Linked DNA regions of Danio rerio: region 1 is linked to region 2. The links are chromatin contacts, called in public Hi-C maps. All regions are on one chromosome and are shown on one strand. The core of a region is the stretch at or near the end of the contact, and the rest is flanking DNA. Distances in the headings are between cores, read along the strand shown.

What was found. Hi-C and Micro-C count contacts between places; a contact is called where the count stands out from the background.
Region 1: a Hi-C map of hematopoietic stem cells shows a contact between it and region 2, with 4 times the contacts expected there. The contact joins the promoter of fubp1 here to the promoter of dipk2aa in region 2. A contact is called at or near these places in 2 of 18 Hi-C or Micro-C datasets (caudal fin and hematopoietic stem cells) and 2 of 4 datasets of contacts at active chromatin or transcription factors (caudal fin and embryo).

Annotation. Positions count from the first base shown.
Region 1 is chr2:8,988,225-8,995,140 of GRCz12tu, reverse strand. It overlaps fubp1 (far upstream element (FUSE) binding protein 1), which reads right to left and starts at 2,858. Exons shown (of 19, transcript NM_213144.2): 1 at 2,703-2,858; 2 at 798-891; 3 at 231-266; 4 at 59-98. The coding sequence starts at 2,795. It overlaps si:ch211-71m22.3, which reads left to right and starts at 3,711. Exons shown (of 7, transcript NM_001128386.1): 1 at 3,711-3,934; 2 at 4,409-4,531; 3 at 4,611-4,633; 4 at 4,720-4,922; 5 at 4,991-5,152. The coding sequence starts at 4,509.
Region 2 is chr2:8,598,876-8,605,600 of GRCz12tu, reverse strand. It overlaps dipk2aa (divergent protein kinase domain 2Aa), which reads right to left and starts at 3,047. Exons shown (of 4, transcript NM_001007436.1): 1 at 2,916-3,047.

The DNA.
Region 1 (6,916 bases), core at 1,609-4,108, 390 kb before region 2:
ATGGGCAATGTAGAAGTTTATCTATTACATTACAACTTAGTGTGACAATTTAATATACCTTGGTGGGCCACCCATGCCTCCCATTACAGCTGAAAAAGCTGTTGCACAAAAGAAAGCATGAACTTATTAGATCAGCGAACAACTTAATTATATCGCTTAATTGGTTATTTTATTTAAGTGCACATTTAAAAGGTAATAAGCTATGCCTGGAAAACAATAACAATGCTTACGATCACTTGGTGGAACTTTCTTTGTTTCTGGTTGATCTGTAAAAGAAAAAAATTATTTATAACAAAATATTATAGTCGCAAAAAAAAGAAGTCCATCCTGTAGACCCTTGTCATTTTACTATGTTTGTGTATAATTGTATTATTAACAGAATTTGAAATGTGAGATTAAAAACAAAAACGCAATCAGTCAAAAGGAATAAGCATGAGTTAAAAGTGAAATTAGAAAAAAATAAAATAATTAAATAATAGTAACTTTATACAAATTGGGCACAATGAATAATAATTACGTGCGTGTATTTGTAGAAAAATAAGCATTCAAGTGAGTACATTTTCATTTTTGCACAGAACATTTGGAAGGATGCATAAGCATGCGTTTACTAATAAATCTGCTTGCTTTTGAACATTAAATCCCATTTATCATTATCATACTCCATAAATATGCTAACTTTGAAATGTGTAACCTGCCTAGTCACATTAGACACTTAAATTTTAAAGATTATTTTACTAACAAATAATTTAGTTAATCATTTAATCCATCATCCAACAACATTATTTCCATGAACTTACCTCCATCTTCAAGGGGCCTCTTCTGTCCTCCATAACCAAAGTCATTGGAAACTGGAGAGGGCGGTACCCCATCACCTCCTATTTTTGCAGCGATCTATAAAAAAACAACAACATTATGAATTACAGAGTTAAAACGAGTTTTAGAAAATGAGATCTAGGCATAAGACTATAACTGTTTTCAAGGTATATTGCAGTTCGGAAAAAAACGCCAAAAATATCTGGTTCATGTATGGTATCATGGGATATCGTATTACTACTTGGCTCGCATACTATATAGAATGGAAGTATGTGATTTCGGACATAATCATTGCGTTCAAATCAAACAAAAAGTTATTTTTAGTTTTATACGCAGACATTTAAAAAGAAAATATTCTAGAGCAGTAATCACAATACTGTCAAACTGTAATATTTTAATTCAAGGTTATCTTACTGTTACAATCCTATACCGGCACATCCCTAATGTGATCACAACAATTTGACTACGCTGCAGCCTTTACGTATAGCAATAGTTTAAAAATAATAAATTGCAAATGGCGCACAATAAGTTGAAGAATTTTTTTTAACATACCTCCACTTACACATTTACATGTTTATTATAGCAAAAAAAAATTCTAAAGTTGAAAAGGGGTCATTTATTTTTTAGATTAGTCACTACATTTAGGCCTTACAAGAAGATTGTAGCAAAGTATCGGTTTGATTATGTTTTAGTAAGAGAGATACACGGTCATTCTACATGGACTAATAATAGGGACTATAGGCATGGGACAATAACAGTTTTCAAGGTATACAGCGGTTTGGAAAAGTGAAGGTTTTAAAACTTCCTGTAATGCCGTTCCTAAAGTACGAGTAAGATTTTTTTTAAATTTAACTTTTTTTTTTTTGCTTTTTAGGACAACAGTATCATATACATCCAATGATGACATTTTAAATTGTAAATTAATCTGTGTTTTTGAAACTAATGAAAATGGCAGATGTCAATGATTCATTTAAATTATTTAGCCATACATGTTTACTGATCCAAAATATTACAAATCTGTCAAAAAAAATATTGTTTTCAAAGTGGGGAAAAAAGTATATATTTTTTTTAATCCAGAGATTTAAAAAGGAATATATTTTAGTGTTGTATCACAACACCGTGATATGTTTATCCAAGGTTATCATATCGTTAGAATCTTATACCGGGACATATCCTTTTAGAAAAAAAAAATGTTCGCACTCCATTTAAGATGCCCTCGTCTATTTTTAATATCAAGAACCACAATGGAAAACAGTGGGTTGTTGTGTGTTTTATCTTCGACGGTTTTAGAAACGTCTTAACAAACTTTATGTATCATTCTTAAATTTCGTCAAATAAAACAATCAAACCTCTTTAATATAACTGGACAATGAATCTTTATTGATTCTACACAAAACTAACGTTAGGTAACACTCGTACACCCAAATCCCCTCCAACAATAAAAAAGGAATTAGGCTTAATTCATATAACAGAATAAAATTAAACAAATAAAAACATATACATAGCACACCAAAACACTTATCACATATTTTGAAGCCTAACGCAAGCGTCTCGACTTTGTTTCCGAGTACATGTTTGTGCGTAACGTTAACAGCCACGGTTCGCGTAAACAACTAATATTTAGAAGTTATAACTAACCGTTTACTCTTAATATTATATTAAGGTGTACTAAATAATCTTATTACTTGCAAAACGACCATGTACTTCAGCTAAACTCAAAACAAATACGAGGGTAAATAAAAACAGAAAACGCGCACTACCGAAAGCTCTTTGTTGCAACGAGGCCGCAAATTAGCACGTCAGCTAACGAGTTAAGCTACACTTTCGTTTTGAATAACCAAACGCGAAAATAAGAACTAACGTTATTCGGACTCTTTTGAAGAACTCACCTGTCTGGCCCTCTGAAGAGCATCTTTAAATGCGTCGTTCATCCCTCCACCGGCGTTCGAAGACGGCGGAGCCACGTTAGAGTAGTCGGCCATGTCTGCACGAACAGTCTTCTCGAGCTGAAGGAAGATGGCTGTTACGTGCGAGAATGAGGAAAAGGGGGCTGACTGCAGCGGCCTTGATCATACTCCCACTTCCGGTCGGCAGAAATCAAATAAAAGTCCTTCCTTCGAATTGCACATCTTTTTTTGTAAACCACACTAAAATAGCATATTTGACAAAGCTGTCTTTATCATTTTGATTAAATAAACATTAAATGTGCGTCCGTATGTGGTGAATTTGGTGTTATGTTCGCACAATTAGAGTTTATCTTTAATCAGAAAAAGTGTTGTTTTCAAATTCATTCATTCGTTTTCCTTTGGGGTTGTCCCTTATTTATCAGGGGTCACCACAGCGTAATGAACTGCAAACTATTCCAGCAAAATGTTTTATGAGTTACCTTAACTTTTTGGGATTTACAGTGCAGATACAACAACTCAACACAACACAACACAACACACACAGCATAGTGTTTTTTTATGTAATTCCCTGTTACATGTAAAAAATATAATTTATTGTTTATTATAAAAGCACCAAATCTAATCAAACATGGTAATTTGTTTGTTTGTTTCAACAAACAGCAGAACCTAATCATCTAATGCTATTTTGTGGCACTGTTTTAAAAAAACGGTTATTCGTCATTTAGGAAGTGGGAATTTAGTGGTTGAAATGCTTAGGCTATGAGCAAAACATATACACTTCAAAAAATAAAAACAACAACAACAATAATAATAATAGGCAGTAATAGTGTTGAAGAAATAGTTTTAACTGATCACCAAAACTCATTTATATTTGTTAACCATGAGTAGTCCAACTAAAAAGTGGGTCAATTGCTTAACCACAAACTTCAGGTGGGGGTGGTGGTGGTTCAGATCGGTGAGAAAAACACTTCTGTATTCATCAGTGCCACTGCCGCAGTCTCTCACTGGTACGTAAAGTGTAATCTTTAAACCATGTAATTTTAAATCATGTTAAATTGTGAATTTATTATGATTTTTTTTACCATTAATGATCTATAAATACATATGTAAAAAAAAGATTTCCTGTTTTTTATGTCCAATTCCTGTCATTTGTTTGGTTGTTTGTTTGCTATTTGTTTTTTGTTTTTTCCAGATCATTGATATGGATTCGTCAGGTAAGCTGTTTTGTTTTACTAAACAAATCTGTAGATTATCTTAATAAAAAAATAAGTGTACTTTATCATTTTTGTATAAAGTGTTTTTAAATATTTAATACAGAAATAATATAGTTTAAAAGAACCTTCCTATATGCGTATAGACTTTTGTTAGTAATTTGCATTGCTAACCACTAAATTCAAACAAATTTAAAGGCAATTTTATCGCTTAATTTTGAACCCTCAGATTTTCAAATAGTTTTATCTCCACCAAATATTTTGCTATCCACAATTATAAATCTTAAAGGTTATATCAATCCTAATTTCCATAATAAAATTGACACAACTGATTTTGAGGTCCAGGGTGATATCTATCAGCATGAAAAGGTGTGTTAGAAATGTGTATTAGAAGTTTAAAGTGTTGACATGAAGGTGTGTAAGAGGGAAGAAATATTCATTGTGTAATGTTGCCAGAAACATGTCTGTCTCCATTAGAGGTCACCGCAATGCTGTCTTCCCCAAATCCATATCACTATCCTTCTCAGCTGGAAGGCTTGACCAGGGTCAGATAAGAGATGTTTTTTTTCTAAGTGTAATGTTCACCATTACTGTCTCTAAGTAAGTTGCATTAATTTCGGATTAGTGTTGTTTTCTTAAATTGTATTATTATTTAGATTGAGCGGTTGTTTGTCTTCAGAGACCATCCTGAATGTATTGAAGGTATTTGTTCTTGAATAAAATATCAAGATAATCATGATCAACATATTCTACCCTTAATAGGTTTAACATTTTTAAATGTCTTTAAGTTTGCTGTGAAGTGCAGCCTAACCGCAGTTATTCAGTGAAGGATGACAGTGGGAACAAAGTCTTTAGTGTCACAGAGGCCGATGACTGCTGTGGCAGCCAATACGCTGAACGTTTCTTCGTTATGAATGTTACTGACAACTTAAACCGTGAGGTCATCAGACTGGTGCACCCGTCTGTTTGCACCCGCTGCAGCAGCCATGAGGTATGCCTGTTATCACTTTATTAGCTCTTATGCTGTGCTGTATATGACATGGTGTATGTATATTTCAGCTGGAGGTTCAGTCTCCACCAGGAACTCCCATTGGTTACGTTCGTCAAAACTGGCACATTCTCTTACCCAAATTCACAGTTGAGAATGAACGAGGTGAACCCGAATTTAAGATCATGGGACCGTCTGTATTTTGGACCTGCTGCACGGATGTGAACTTTGAGGTGACACATTTTTTATGCTTCCTTCTGTGAATTGAAGATAGTTTCTGTAAATTTAAACGTGAACCCTTCATCGTATACTTATTGTAAAAGTACACTGTTAACGTTTTTGTAAATTTCACAGTATTTAACTATACTATGAACCGTATTTTACTGTACTGGACAGTTACTGTATTTTGAAGTTGCATTGTCAAACTTACTGTACACTGTAAAACCCAAAATGTTTTGCCATTTGAGGAAACCCATTGCGGCGAGGCAGTGGCACAATAGGTAGTGCTGTCGCCTCACAGCAAGAAGGTCGCTGGGTCGCTGGTTCGAACCTCGGCTCAGTTGGCGTTTCTGTGTGGAGTTTGCATATTCTCCCTCCCTTCGCGTGGGTTTCCTCTGGGTGCTCCGGTTTCCCCCACAGTCCAAAGACATGTGGTACAAGTGAATTGGGTAGGCTAAATTGTCCGTAGTGTATGATTGTGTGTGTGAATGTGTGTGTGGATGTTTCCCAGAGATGGGTTGTGGCTGGAAGGGCATCTGCTTCGTAAAAACTTGTTGGATAAGTTGGCGGTTCATTCCGCTGTGGCGACCCCAGATTAATAAAGGGACTAAGCTGACAAGAAAATGAATGAATGAATGAGTGAATCCATTGCAACAAACCATTTAAGTCCAAAAACTAATACTAATGAGTACTGTTAGCTTAATCCATTTGAGTAAATTAAGCAATTTGAGCTCAGCAAAGCCCAATAAATGAAGAGAACTCAAACCAACTGAGTACTGTAAAACATAATAAGAGAACTCAAACCAACTGAGTACTGTTAAAGCCAATAAGTTAAGGCAACTCAAACCATTTGAGCAAACTGATTGCTACCAACCATTTAAGTAAAAAAAAAAATCTATATGAGTACTGTGAACTTACTCTATTTAAGTTGAAGCAATGAGGTATTTAATTAACACATTGCCTTCAACGCTGAGTTCAAAACTCTTTTCAAACTCTAATTCAAACACACCTTCTTATACATTTACATTTACTTTTAGTCATTTAGCAGACGCTTTTATCCAAAGCGACTTACAAATGAGGACAAGGAAGCAATTTACACAACTAAGAGCAACAATGAATAAGTACTAAAGGCAAGTTTCAGGTCTGTAAAGTCTAAGAAGGGAAGTATTAGTAGTATTAGTTTTTTTTTTTTTTGTACAGTTAGTGTGATATTCAAAGAGGCAATTGCAGATTAGGAAGTGAAGTGGAGACTAAATAGTTGAGTTTTTAGTCGTTTCTTGAAAGTAGCGAGTGACTCTGCTGTTCTGATGCAGGGATGTTAGGGAGTTCATTCCACCAACTGGGCAGATTGAACGTGAGCGTTCGCGAAAGTGATTTCTTCCCTCTTTGGGATGGAACCACGAGGCGACGTTCATTCAAAGAACGCAAGTTTCTGGAGGGCACATAGATCTGCAGAAGTGAGAGCAGATAAGAAGGAGCTAGGCCAGAAGTCACTTTGTAGGCAAACATCAGAGCTTTGAATTTGATGCGAGCAGCAACTGGCAGCCAGTGCAAACGGACTAGCAGCGGAGTGACATGTGCTCGTTTAGGTTCATTGAAGACAACTCGTGCTGCTGCATTCTGGAGCAGTTGAAGAGGCTTGATAGAGTTAGCTGGAAGCCCAGCTTGTAGATAGATGGTCATCTCCCAGCCTGACCAGCTAAGACCAGGCTGGAAATGGCTGGAAACCAGCCTGGAAGTGGCCAAAACCCCTCTAAAACCAGGCTGATCGACCAGCT
Region 2 (6,725 bases), core at 1,798-4,297:
TCCAATAAAAACCACACCTCATCATGGAGAGAGAGAGAGAGAGCTCAGATAACTACACAGCCTTCACGCCGGACATGTTTTCCATACAGAAAAAGACACCAAGCTCTCGCAGCTTACAACTTCTCAGACTCTCTTCGTATTGAGCGCAAAACTTCTTCAGAGGAGATGAGGAAGGGTAAACAAACCTGGAAAATGTCTGGCAGATGGTGACGGCTTTCAAGATGATTCATCAACATTAGATTCAAAAGAACAAACCTGGGCTCCAAAAACTGCAAAACGAATCCAGAGTCTAGTTAACATGTTCAACATTTACCCTCACAAATGAATTGGAACAATGAGAACGTTTGAGAATGCCAATGAGCCCTTTCACACAATGCAAACCTTCCTCATCTCTCTCTCTCTACAAATTCTGACAAATTTCCAATTGCAGAACTCACACGAAAGAAGCCAGGAAGCCAAACTATTTACTAAAACATCTCCAAAGGATCTCCATAGTTTCACACAACTGCTCAAAAAAGTCAACACTGACTAATTAAAAATCTAAAAGTGGCCCGGGATAACCTCGAAATGAATTGAAAACATAATCTGTAAGTGTGACTGGCCTCAAACGAACAGCCTTCTTACTTCTCTATAAAGGCTTAAACTATTTGTGCTGAGTTGTTCACTGTGTTGCATGCGGTTTTAAGTTGCACCTCTCAGTGGTATTGAAAGTGAAAAACCACAGCAGTCACAGTTATTGACTGCAAGCGTCAATAATGTTTGATCACACAACGTGGCTGAGCTCTTGTGCTGCGAGAGTACAACAGTCCAAACCAAACAAATTAAAAAAAGATAGAAATCATCTTTGCTCTGCATGTAAGAAAGCCACACAGAACATGAACCATGCGGAAATGTTAGGGGGGCAGAAGTCAGCTCTGCACTTTACACTTGCGTGTGATTGATGGCTGTGCTGGGTGAAAGCAAGTGGGTGACCTACATGAACTACCCTTAAAGGGATAGGTCACCCAGAAATTACATTTACAAAGGCTCATGTCTTTCCAATCTCGCTTGCCATACAATTTCTGTCAAGACATTTTGACAAATAGTAATACTTCTCACCTTCATGAAGTGAAAATGGATGGGGTTCAGAGACTACATGTCAAAAAGGGAAAAACAACACATGAAAATCATCATGATGGCAGCCCATTCGAGTTATGCGCTGTGTTCCTAGCCTTGCCATATTAGATAGATAGATAGATAGATAGATAGATAGATAGATAGATAGATAGATAGATAGATAGATAGATAGATAGATAGATAGATAGATAAATAGATAGATAGATAGATAGATAGATAGACTAAAACACTTCTTTCTGTATTCCTCAGAGGAAAAAGTTGAACAGATTTTAAATGAACGTACACGCATCCTCTTCCATTTTGTTGTAACGAATAAAATCCTTCAAACGATGTATTACTTTTTCATTCATCTTATTTTCAGTTCGCAAACAACTCTGCGAAACTTTTTGGTTTGAGTTTTCTAAGTCAAAAAGTTCCATTTTTCCCCACACAAGTATCTTTTGCTTGTTGAGTACTTTAAATGTTATTGAGGTAAAGTTGGTTTTACATTCGTACATTTGTTCATATTAACGGTCTCTACATTGCTTACCATTTGCTAATAACATTTTTCAGAAATTATAACATTAATATTAAGGAGAATGTCAGAATGTGTGAATATAAAATCAGCTTTACCTCATTCAGTAACTGCTGAAATACTATCACTGCTACTGCAAAGTTACGGTAACATTATATGAAAATCCTTCAGACTAGCTTTTTAAAGGTTTCTAGTTTACTTCTGACCCTTCACTTTAAGTTATAACAATACAAAATGTAGAAATAATTTGTTGTAGTAATAATAATAAAACCTTACACTAAATTTGTATTAATAATAATAAAAAATAAGGCAAAGTTCGCTTTATTTGCACATTCGTTGAGTGATAACTTGTAACATGCTCCTTAACGTATATATTTTTACCACGGTAACTTTGAATATTCGGTCTGAAATCGGATTTAAGTAACTTCAAAACAACATTAACACTATTTAATTCAGTGAACAATGCTGTACTTTGACTGTCATTGGCTGCTAATATGAATTCACTATTTTGAGTTTGTAAATAATATTTTCTGACATGATTTTTATTAAGAAGAAAGTCCGAATGTGGGAACATAAAACCAACTTTACATCAAAGTAAATGTTTATACTTTGTAAACATTGCCATGATAGTCAATGTAGACGCCTGTAGAACGTAAACAAAAACAACCTAAACTTTAAGTTTATTTTTTGATCACATACAACATTAATTATATCCACAAAAAAAGTAATGTTATAATGTTTTGTGCTTTAAACTCAAAGTTATCACCAGATGACCGCTCAAACTCTGACCGATGATCAACTCGCCACGTCAATCAGCGACGCGCATGCTTCAATTGTGTGAACTATATAGCTAAAGACACAGGACTAGCAGAATAGCAGGTTAAACATACATAAAGACAGTTTTGAAATTTCTGAAAGATTAAACAGCACAGACAGTAACTTCGACTGACTTTGTTAGCGCAGTTGCGGTATTAATGTAAGGCAGAATGACAAACGTGCGTGTCACATTAACACGAAGCGACGTGTGTTTATTGTTTATCAGCACCGCTGTATATCAACAGGAACAATACGTCATAGATAAATGCTAATAATAATCCTAATAATAATAATTAACATGACTGAGCAGATACAAAATTGCAAAATGGAAAAGTTTTGCTTACCAGCGTACAAAACCTAACCAAAGTTACTCAATCCAGAAGTTTATAGAAGTTCAATCAAATGAGAAAACACATGAAATGTGAATATGAGTACATGAAATGACTGCATGCAAAATTCCACAACCTACCAAATAAAAAAAACGAGTGAACCAAGTGGGTTATTCCGCTCGTTCGATGAAGCTTTGGTTGTCTATTTATGAACTCCTGTCTTTTATTACGAGCCGCGCGCGTCGGTGCTTCCTCTCGCGTTGTCCGTGCACACTCCTATTCCCGTTTCTTAATTCCTTTAAAATTCGCAAGTGTTTTCTTCTCAATTTCGAGACAAGTTCAGTCTGCGAGCCTTGAAACAGCTGCACAAAAGACCCGACTTCGCGGATCGGGTTTCGTATTTACGACCCTTCTGGTCAGTTTACGTTACTGGTTACTAGGTGATCGTGTTGTAACTCCACCCCCGATCCCTAGAGCGTCTCTGCTCGTGTCCTCGTGAAGTACGTGCATCCTAAAGGTCTAGTAGCCAACAGGATAAAAGCTGAAGAAGGCATATAATGAGAGTGCAGCTGCTGCTTTTGACCACTCTTTATAGGTGAATGAAAAAACCAGTGAGTATCCATTCAGCTGAACTCACGTATTCTCACTTTCATACAGTTTAGGTTGAAGTTACACGAGCTTGCTCTCCTGTTAGTCTGACGCTTTTCCCATTCAGTTATTTTAAGTTCCTGTGAGGGACTGGTGCATTTACTAACGTGTCCACACGAAGAAATCAAACAAGTTACATAATTTACTAATATTCCATCATATTTTTGCATTATTTTCACCATTTATGTGTTGACTCTTGGTAAATATATAAAAAATATGGCTAGAATAATTTATATAATGTATAAAAATGTGGTTTTAGGTAACCTCATGTGAGACTTAATTAAAGTGTAATGCTGACGGAGGAAAATCGTCTTAAATAGCATTTTTGTCGTCTTTGGAAATGATGAAATGAAAATCTAAACCCACGAATCGCTTCTCGTCACAAAATAATAATAATAATACTCTGGCGACATCTAGTGGTACGACTTCATTTTACCAATAAGTTGATGTACATGGAGTCTCTAAAACGAAATGATCATTTAAATGGATTAAAATAAATGATAATTTTGTGTGGAATCTTTTTACAGAACTAGATTTTTCCTATTTATTTTATGTATGTATGTATGTATGTATGTATGTATGTATGTATGTATGTATGTATGTATGTATGTATGTATAGGATGATGATAATTATTATTATTATTATTATTTATAAGTACTTATGACATCTTTTGCCAGACTCAAATCTTTCTAAATAATAATAATAATAATAAGATTAATAATAATAATAATAATCATCATCATCATTAATGTTATGTATAACTGACACCAGTTGCAAGACTCAGATTTTTCTAATTAATAATAATATCAATAATATTAAAATAACAACAACAACAACAACAGTAATAATAGGTGACGCGGTGGCGGAGTAGCCTCGGCTGGGTCAGTTGGCGTTTCTGTGTGGAGTTTGCATGTTCTCCCTGCGTTCGTGTGGGTTTCCCCTGGGTGCTCCGGTTTCCCCCACAGTCCAAAGACACGTGGTACATTCACGTGGATTCTGTGTGGACATGTGGATTATTCATTCATTCATTTTCTTGTCGGCTTAGTCCCTTTATTAATCTGGGGTCGCCACAGCGGAATGAACCGCCAACTTATCCAGCAAGTTTTTACGCAGCGGATGCCCTTCCAGCCGCACCCATCTCTGGGAAAGACCCAAAATTAATAAAGGACTAGATTGTAAAAAAAAAATAAATAAATAAAAATGAATGAATGAATGAATGAACAAATGCACAACAACAACAACACAATAATAATAATAATAATAATAATAATAATAATAATAATTGATGTTATGTGTTACCGTGACACCAGTTGCAAGACTCAGATCTTTCTAAATAATAATAACTATAATATTAAAATGATAATAATAATAATAATAATAATAATAATAATAATAATAATAATAACAACAACAACAATCGTCACAATAATATTGAAATAATAATAATGATAATAATAATTCTAATTATTATCATTATTATATTTGTTGTTGTTATTATTGTTTTAGTATTATTCTTATTATAAGTATAACTGAGACACCAATTGCAAGACTCAGATCTTTCTAAATAATAAAAATAATAATAAAATGATAATAATAATAATAATAATAATAATAAATAGTAATAATAAAAATAATAATAACTATAATTATAATAATAATAATAATAATAATAATAATAATTATTATTATTATTATTATGTATAACTGAGACACCAGTTGCAAGACTCAGATCTTCATTTAATTTTATTTTCTTTGTCTTAGTCTTTAGACTTTATTAATCTCGGGTCGCCACATTGGAATGAACCGCCTACTCATCATCTTTCTAAATAATAATAATAACAATGATTTTAAAATAATAATAACACAGTAATAATAATATTAATTATTATTATTACTATGTTATTATTATTTTTATATCATTGTTTAATAATCATTGTTAAATAATATTATCACATTATTATTATTATTTTTATTATTATTATTATTATTATTATTATTATTATTATTGTAACTATTATTTTTTTATATTACTATTATTATTATTATTATTATTATTATTATTATTATTAGATAAATTAGGAGACTTGTTTTACTGCATTTCAAGTTTGAGGAAACAAAAAAAATACATCTGGTAAAAAATTAAAATAGTTTAACTTTGTCTAACTGTGTCATGTAAAATATAAAATATTATTTCTTTTATCAATCGTGATTCTACAACTAGTTCCATAGATACATATATTTATACCATCAACTGGCAAGTTAATATTCTTAATTAATGAATTATCTTAATTTATCTTGGCATTTAGTATCTTAATTATTTTTCTCAAATTGTATACAGTAACACCCCTTCACTAACTAATTTCTAATAACTGATAGATTTTATCTTTGCCATGATGACAGTATATAATATTTTATTCAATATTTTATAAAAAATTGCTGAAGATAATGCCATTGTGAAAGATACACCTGCCTAAATCTCACGATTTAAAACTTTACACAGTAATCTTAAAGGACATTATCTCTGACTGAGCTCTAACTAAGTTCTCGAGGCCATTTGCTGAGTCTCTATGGCCACGACCCAATCAGTGTCATTAGCCTGATGTTCCAGATGAGCAGAGACAAGAATGATAAGAATATCATCCCATTACCGGGGCCATTAAGAGAGCCAGAGGAGGGAGAAGATCCATGCCGTCTGCAGTCAAATTTCATTCACCACTAGCGAACAGAGATAATTTGTCGACAGAAAAGACAAACCACTCATATGAACAACCAGGGGGGACACACACAGTCACCTCACACACACATACACACTCACAGAGCTTAAACTCATTATCCTGGATGACTTTGACTGTTAAGTAGCTGATCCAATGTTTTATTTGTAGACCATCTGCATCTTAACAGATTTTTAGGCTGTTTGAAGACAAAAAAAAAAAAAAAACGCAAAGTTGAAGTCAAAATGATTAGCCCTCCTGTGATTTATTTTATTTTATTTTTCAAATATATTTCCCAAATGATGATTAACAGAGCAATTGTTTTTTCACTGTATTTCCTATGATATTTTTTTTCTTCTAAAGAAAGTATTATTTGTTTTATTTTGGCTAGAATAAATGCTGTTTTTAATTTTCTTTAAACCATTTTAAATTCAATGTTGATCCTGGACCATCATCATTTAAATACAGCGTAAATTCACTATTGTTGATCCTGGACCATCATCATCATCATCATCATTTAAATAAAAGAAAGAAAGAAAGAGAAAGAAAGAAAGAAAGAAAGAAAGAAAGAAAGAAAGAAAGAAAGAAAG